2 separate regions of the Mus musculus genome follow, and region 1 is linked to region 2. Evidence: chromatin contacts called from public promoter capture Hi-C data. All regions are on one chromosome and are shown on one strand. The core of a region is the stretch at or near the end of the contact, and the rest is flanking DNA. Distances in the headings are between cores, read along the strand shown. Region 1 has its middle 18 kb from the start of Gm24150. Region 2 has its middle 44 kb from the start of Fstl5.

Region 1 (3,684 bases), core at 533-3,032, 3.1 Mb before region 2:
ACCATACTTTGTCTAGACAATGAGATGTGACTCTTTCTTTGAAGTCATCGATACATACATTGATTTTGGTTCAGGAGCATCAGTTGGTTACTTACATTTTAGTTAATTAGATTTATTTATAAGGAGATTAACATTCAGTGTCTATCACTTTCTAGGAATGACGAGATGAGAAATAGGCTCTCTGATAGTTTGGCGTTTTAGATGATTTGGTAAATTTGGATCGCCTGTCAGTGTCTCAGCTTCTCTGCTGTGCTCTGATCTCCTGGTTGTCTTCCCTGACAGGAGTAAGTTTACATTCCGATGTAGAGAACTTGCATTCCGCCAAGCAGTTCTGACGCACACAAGAATGTGGAGGCCCATACACAGGGCAAGGTTAGGGACACTGGCAGAGGGGGCTTCTGTGCCCAGCTGCTGCCTTTTCCAGGACACTCACACTAATAAAACATGCTCTTGAATCAAATTGGGAGGAAACGTGCTGACAGAAACCTAGGCTCGACCAGCCTTACAAACTTCTGCTACCCATTAGTTACTTATGGGAGTTTACACAAACTAGGTAAGGTGCTTTTCGCAGATTTGTGCTTTCTGGTTATGAGCTCTACCTAGCGGGCTGTTATAGCGCATTTTGGATTATGTAATGTCATGCTATTTGCACCTATTAAGAACATTTTCCTTACTTTATTTTGATTTGAAGAACTGAGTTAATTTGTAATTCGTAATTTTTAAATTGTTCTGTGCAAAACCTTCAAGTGGGATGAAACTGTGGACTGTTGTACTGTGGTGTGTGCTGAGGTGTGTGCTATGTGTTGTGCTGTGTGGTGTGTGGTGTGTGCTGTGTTGTGTGTTGTGCTATGTGCTGTGCTGTATGCTATGGTGTGTGTTGTGTGCTATGTATTGTGTTGCTGTGTGTTGTGTTGCTGTGTGTTAAGAGCTGTGCTATGTACTGTGCTGTGTGGTGTGTGCTGTGTTGTGTGTTGTGCTGTGTGCTGTATGCTGTGGTGTGTGCTGTATGTTGTGAGCTGTGCTGTGTGCTGTGTTGCTGTGTGTTGTGTGCTGTGTGTTGTGTGCTGTATGTTGTGTGTTGTGTGCTGCTGGTCTTTCAACTGATGGCTGGCAACAGATCTTACATGCTGTTATTTTCATAAGGCTAAGTAAGAGAGCCAACAGTTGACAAATGTGGACCTGTGTAACTTAGCTTTCATTTTGCGGCTGGCTGTTTAATATTAAAGATTGTAAGAATGTACTGGAATTACGTTGAAGCTAAAGGGCTGAAATCAAAGTTGTGCAGTGTGTTTATAGAGAACAAGTTCTTTAAGAACACTCTTACCGCATTTGCTGCACCCTCACACCCCTCTTCAGTTTCATAGCTGCCTGTCAAAAGCCAGTGTCTAGGATGGAAAAGGACCAGGATTCTGAATGTTATAGCCAAGACTTACCTGGCATGTCGGCAAGTGTATGTGTATGTGCACGCACACACAAACATTGATTTTTGTTTTACACACAGGTATCCACAAAAACTGAAACTACTGTAAAGACTGGGATGACTTTTAAAGTGTTTTAATCCAAATGTAAACAAAACAGCACTCTATCTTTGAAAGTTCAAAGCGGCAACAGTTAACCTCTCTGTAGGTTGCACTCCCGGCAGGCACTGTCAGAGGGCACTTGGTCTGTATGGATCTGACATTCAAACCTCTGGGTATTTTCATCTGACCTAAGGCTCTTCCTGCACTGTGTGATTTTGCTGAATTTGAATTGCTCTGTGAATTACAAATGCTGAGCTGTCTTTTCCCTCTCGGCTAGCTGGCAAGTGTGCCTGGCCATTGAGTGCTGCCTCTCCCTGAAGGCCAGTCTGGGCTGTCATTGGGTTGCAGCTGTTTGAATACTCATCTTCCATGGACTGTAAACTACTGAAGAAATAATGGCTGTATTTTGTGAATTTGATTTTGTAAATTCCAATGTTAATTATAGGGCTTATGTTGATAATACTGATTTGTGTTACCTGTCCAGTGAACACATGAAGAGGAGTGGGCAGCAAAACACTTTTCATGTAAGAAATAATATGGAAGAGCCTTATTATAGTCCACGGACAAAAGGAAAAATGTGGTTATATTGAGTTAAAGCAAACAGGATATAACTGACTGCTGGGGACACGCACTGAGTGTCTGTTACATGTGTGCCTTCCCCATGTCTTCCCACGTACGTTCATAGCTACTGTCACTTCAGCCTTCTAGGACCAATGGGAAGAGGTTGGTGCAGTGTTTCTCAGTGGGGTGGTCCAGTCTCAAACAACTTAAGGCTTTGGTGTGGGTGAGGCTGGGGGGAGGCTCTAACCATGGCCAGGCGTGAAGTGGCAGGCAAGCACTCTGCCATCTACTTGTTTGCTTTGACTTCCTGCTTTCCCTTACTTCTTAGTTTTTGTAAAGAAACCTAAAGCCACTAAAAGAAACAGAAACTAACTGTGGGGCTCGCCCTTCTGTCTCCTCTCCAGCCTCAGCGGCCTCTCGGCCTCTCGCTTTCTTCCTCTGTGAAGTTGCCTATTCTAGCTAATTCCTCTAAGTGGAGTTTTTGTGACTGGCTTGTTGCCCTCCGGGTGATATTTTTAAGCTTCGTCCATTTGTATCATGTGTCAGTTCTTGAGTCCTTTTTATGTCTGAATAGTCCTCCATTGTGAGCTGTATATGGTGTCACGCAATTGTCCGCCCAGCGCTTGGGAGGCTCCATGCAGGCGAAGCATGGATTTGAAGCTAGCCTGGGTGGGCTATGGAGCCAGACTGTTATCACCAACATTCTGAAGTCTGTTTTATGTGTACATAATACTGTTTGTTTGGTTAATAGAGTTGTTTCCATATGTGGCCATTGTGAATTATATTGCACTGAGCTCTGCTGTACAAATAGTGGAGTCCTGGCGCTTCCCTAGCACCAGGGCTATGGACAGCACTGTACTCGCCTCATGGTCTTACAGGTGCTCTCAAGAGACCCTAGTTCAGATCCTTATGCTTCCAGCTGGGATGTAAGCAGCTGGCCCTTCTCCTCAGTTCAGTTTGATAAAGACAGATGCCTTGCTTAGATTTATTCCAAGGGAGCTGCCTCTCTCCTTCAGCGTATTTGAGAAATGCATGTGCTGAAGAATTGTTTTCCCAATTGACAACATGGTGATGTCTCCAGGATGTGAGTCTTGTGGCTGTAGTTTACCAGTTCACCTACAGCTACCACATCCCAGACTCTCCTGGGAACATATTATACAGTGTGACCTTTGCATGTTAATTCAACTCAAAGTCATGAAGTTCTAGAAGCTAAGCCCTAGCTGTATGGTAACAGGATGTGGGGACTTGGTACAGGAACTGTGCATACCAGCAGCGCTGTGGAGTTTGCTAGTGTTGAAAGTGGGGATTCACCTTTCCTGCTGAAGTTTGTGAACAGCCCCGTGGCAGCACGTTTTGATTTCCTTTATCAGGTATCGTAGGACCATTGTATCCATTACAAATACGTATGATTTCTTTACTGTGCCATTCCACATTTTCAAAAGAAGCAGTAGTGCTTATAAAATTGCCCAGGTCTGAGATGGAATGAAGTATGACAACTGAGTCTCCCAGCTGTGCTCTGGCATTCTTATTTATTTTAGGTGTTGGCAGTTGAACCTGGGAGGTGCTCTTGCTAATTGCACATACCACACTGAGCCACACAGCA
Region 2 (4,012 bases), core at 1,295-3,794:
GGAGACCAGCATCACTGAGGTGAAATCTTGTGGGAAGGATTTCCTTCCAGTCTATGGGAAGCCAAGACTGAATCTCAAGTTGATAGATAAACTTCACGATGTATGAGAGATTCATATATGTTAATAATTTTAAAGGCATGAAGAAGACATGGAGAGCAGAACTATATTCAGCAAGAATGTGCAGAGCAGTTAGCTCTCAAATAAGAAATGCTTACCAAATATTCTCTTTCTGTGTCCAAGAACATCAGAAACAAGAAACAAACAGCCATTGTTTATCAGAACCCAAGGAAATATAGCTATTAAATAGAATTTGAGATCCTAAAAGGCATTTTGATACAGGAAATTAGGTTATCATTGAAAAACAAGGAAATGCCAAAATGGTATGAATTTACTCAGTAGCATTGGTTAGGAAGTTGTAGCATAAGACTCGTTAATATAAGATTTTATCATATGTCAAGCGAACAGAAAAACAAAATAGTATAGGAACTGTACTGTCTCCTCCCCCTTCCTTTGTATATCAAAGCCAATTAAAACCAAAACAACCCCAAAAGGCAAAATCAAGCCTTAGATAATGCTTATCAGTAACAGAACACTTGCCTGGCATACATGAGACTCTGAATTCAGTTCTCAAGCACCTTTTTAAAAAGTAGACAATATTCCTGTGAAAGCTGAATGGCCCAGAGACCTAGGGTAGAGCTAAACACAACTGGTTAAAAGGAAAATAAAACCAATAACATGATTTCTTATGACATTCTGCTATACTCACAGATCGTTGTCTAGCCTAATAGTCATAGGAGAGGCTTCCTCCAGCAATTGGTGGGAAGAGATGCAAAGACCCACAGCCAAACATTATGTGGAGCTTGGGGATCACTGCAAAAGAGGGAGAGAAAGGATTATGGAAGGTAGATGTATCAAGGACACAAGGAGAGCAAAGCCTACAGAATTAACTAAGCAGGCTCATAGAGGCTCACAGAGTCTGAAGTGGCAGTCATGGAGCCTGAATGGTTCTGTGCTAGACCCTCTGTATGTATGCCACAGTTATTGGCTGGATGTTTGGGGGAAACTCCTGGTAGTGGGTGTTTCTGACTCTTTTGACTGCCTTTGTGACCCTTGTCCTCCTGTTGGGTTGTCTCATCCAGCCTTGATATGAGTGTTTGTGCCTAGGTGGGTTGAATCTTGACATGCAATGCTCTAGTTGATGTGGGGGTGGGATTGGAAGGAGTGGAGAGAGGGGAGGCTATGGTCAGGATATAATGGAGGAAAGAAGAATAAAAAAATACACTATTCATTAAAAGCAATTCTCTCACTTATGAAAGTTAAGTACTTTTCATCTGAGCAAAAATAATACTGATGATAAGGCTGAGAGCAAACATTTATTGAGACTTTTTTTTTTCTAGTTGGGCTTTAAGTGATTTAAATGCTTGAATACAGTTTAAATAGGCTAAGCTATAAAGCAATGTCCTTGTTTATGCAATACAATTGCAGTCAGCGCTGCCTTCTTTATTTTCCCCCACTGCTTCTACAAAGTACCATGACAGAAACAACCTCAGGAAGGAAGGGTTTGCTTTGGCTCATAGGTGATGGCCCATTGTAACTGGAAAAGCATGGGGGAAGTGGTGTGAGGTGACACTGCATTCACAGCGAATGATTTCCAGGACAGCGAGAGATAAAGAGAGAAACCCTGTCTTGAAAACCTAAAAATTAAAAAGTAAAATTAAAGAAGCAAAAGTGAAGAATAGAGTTGAGACTCACCCCCAGATCTAACATAAATGTCAAGTAGATGTCTGCCTGTATTTATTTCCAAAACAAAAGGCAGGCTCAGCAGAGCAAGCCAGCTCAGGAGCCCAGCCTGATCTGTGAGCAAGGCTCTACTTAAGACATTTTGCCTCAAGGAATAAGGTGAAGAGGAGTGGACGAAGACTCTTGAAGTTGGCCTCAGGTGTTTATGTGCACCTGACAACCCTGTGCTCCCGTAGTGCAACCTTGCACACACATGTATACCATACTACATACAGAGACACATTAAAAATAGGTAATAAACTCCAGTTAAGTAGAACCATTCTAGGGTGTGGTTGCTGATGTTTTAAACCACCAGTCTCTCCTATTTTGTTACAGAGGTTTTGAGAAACTGATTCAGATGTCTTTTGCACATAGGCCATGTATTGGCATTTTGTTGGTTTGGTTCTCTCTCTCTTTTTTTATTAGGTTTTAAAGTTAGCATACAAAGTAAAGTGTTTAATTGTGGCATAGCTGTGCTTAATTAAGCATTTCCACACTACCATTTCCTGACATCTGTCTTATTTCTCACTGGTCTTCTGCTTCCTTCCACAACCCCTTCCTCTTTTATATCACAAGCATTTATTACCCATTCCTTTCCTGTTGGGGGGGAAAAGCCTTTTTAATCTAATATCTACATTAACACAACACTGTAAACGGATGATACGAATAGGCACAAAATTTAATTATAGTTCATAACCAACTTAACTAACTTTGGTTCTCTAATTAAAAGAGGAAGTAAATGACTCCCCAAGGACCCTAAAAAAATGTTAACAGTAAAATGATAAAATAGCCTTATTTGTACAAATGCACAAAGTGCACATGTCCAAGCACACAATGGTTATTTGGTCATTACAGTGATTAGACTGGACCAAATTTAGGAAAGTAGCAAATGGAGGGGAAGGTATTGCTCACTATAGATATCAAGAAGGAGAGATCAAAAGAAGAATAAGTAACATGTAAATGTTAACTCACATTTCTCTTCTAATCTAAATATAAAATGAGAAGAGAATGAAACAAAGAAGGGACCAAACTTCTACTAGCTTGTGTCCTATAGAGACGAATTGTGTTCATATTTGTCGAAACAACTTTTGGGTTTGGTAAAAGGGACTTTGGTCCAGTTTGCTATATTCACATTGAGAGAAATAAAGCTTCATTAAAGGTAAGTAGCTGCTAGCATGAGGTATCAAAGGCAGGCAGGCAGGCTTCTGTGTGCGATCACAGGAGCCCAATCATTCAGATCACTTTCTGTTATAAGTTTTTAAGTGAATTGTAATGTATGTAAAATAACTAGCAGATATTTTATGAACAAGAATAGAAAAGGATGCAAGGACACTCTTAAGATAATCAGCCAGATGTCAGAGATGGGAAGAGTGTTACAAGTCTCATTGCTGTCGTGCCCACTTGATTGGTCAGAACTCTGAAGGAGGGCCACAAATAGAGTTCACCGTAGTTCAGACACGGACGAGTCCTTCTCTCACAGGAAGAAACAACATGAATTTGAAAATATCATTAAGTTTGACGTTTTATTCTGCTGTGCCGAGTAAAAGGATCCTTAGCAGACAGAGAAAGTAAATAACTTGAAAGCAGCGGAGATGAGTGAGAAAACAGCTTGAATGGCCAAAGAGCCTCATAAAAACTGCTCGGTATGGATAGGAATTAGCCAAATTTTAAGAAAATAAACAATAATTGAAAGAAAAGGCAGAGTTGTAATGTGAGTTTGATGTTTACAACTCCTGTTGTTTTGTGTCTCAGCTAAAAGTGGGATGCATGTGGAACAGACCCATAAAAAATAATTGGCACTTTGGTGTGGGGTTGTTCTTTTCAATTGAGGAAACTATAGGAAAAAATATTAGGGAGCTTGTTTCATGCAATGATTGTGTTGGTTCATTAAACACAATGCAGAGCCAAAACGTACAACTTCTGTGATCTCACATAGGAGTCTGCCTGCTTTTGATACCTCATGCTAGCAGCTACTTACCTTTAACAAAGCTTTATTTCTCTCAATGCTAATATTAGCACACTGGACCAAAGTCCTTTTTACCAAACCTGAAAGTCAGTTTGACCAATATGAACACAATCCATCTCTATAGGACATAGGCTAGCAGAAGAAAAATTATTTTGATTAGACTAATATTTGAACACCAACTCTTTTATTAGGTGGTTGTGGGTTTCATCAATCCTCCTTATACTGTGAAAGTCAGTGTCTTCACTTATGAAACAAAGCTGATAAAAT

Evidence for each region. Promoter capture Hi-C pulls out the DNA fragments that hold promoters and counts their contacts.
Region 1: a contact with region 2 is called in a promoter capture Hi-C map of pre-B cells. The contact joins two enhancer-like sites. A contact is called at or near these places in 5 of 39 promoter capture datasets (cranial neural crest, frontonasal cranial neural crest, maxillary cranial neural crest and 2 more).

Annotation. Positions count from the first base shown.
Region 1 is chr3:79,176,984-79,180,667 of GRCm38.p6, reverse strand. It overlaps a transcript of Rapgef2 not described here. Among named protein-coding and RNA genes, the nearest start is that of Gm24150, 18 kb to the left of the region's middle. Within about 2 kb of position 1,782, at least 137 of the 459 cell types and tissues checked have an H3K27ac peak or open chromatin away from gene starts, as enhancers often do. A contact at or near this core is called in pre-B cells, where this site is marked.
Region 2 is chr3:76,028,128-76,032,139 of GRCm38.p6, reverse strand. No RefSeq gene overlaps it. Among named protein-coding and RNA genes, the nearest start is that of Fstl5, 44 kb to the left of the region's middle. Within about 2 kb of position 2,544, at least 4 of the 459 cell types and tissues checked have an H3K27ac peak or open chromatin away from gene starts, as enhancers often do. A contact at or near this core is called in pre-B cells, where this site is marked.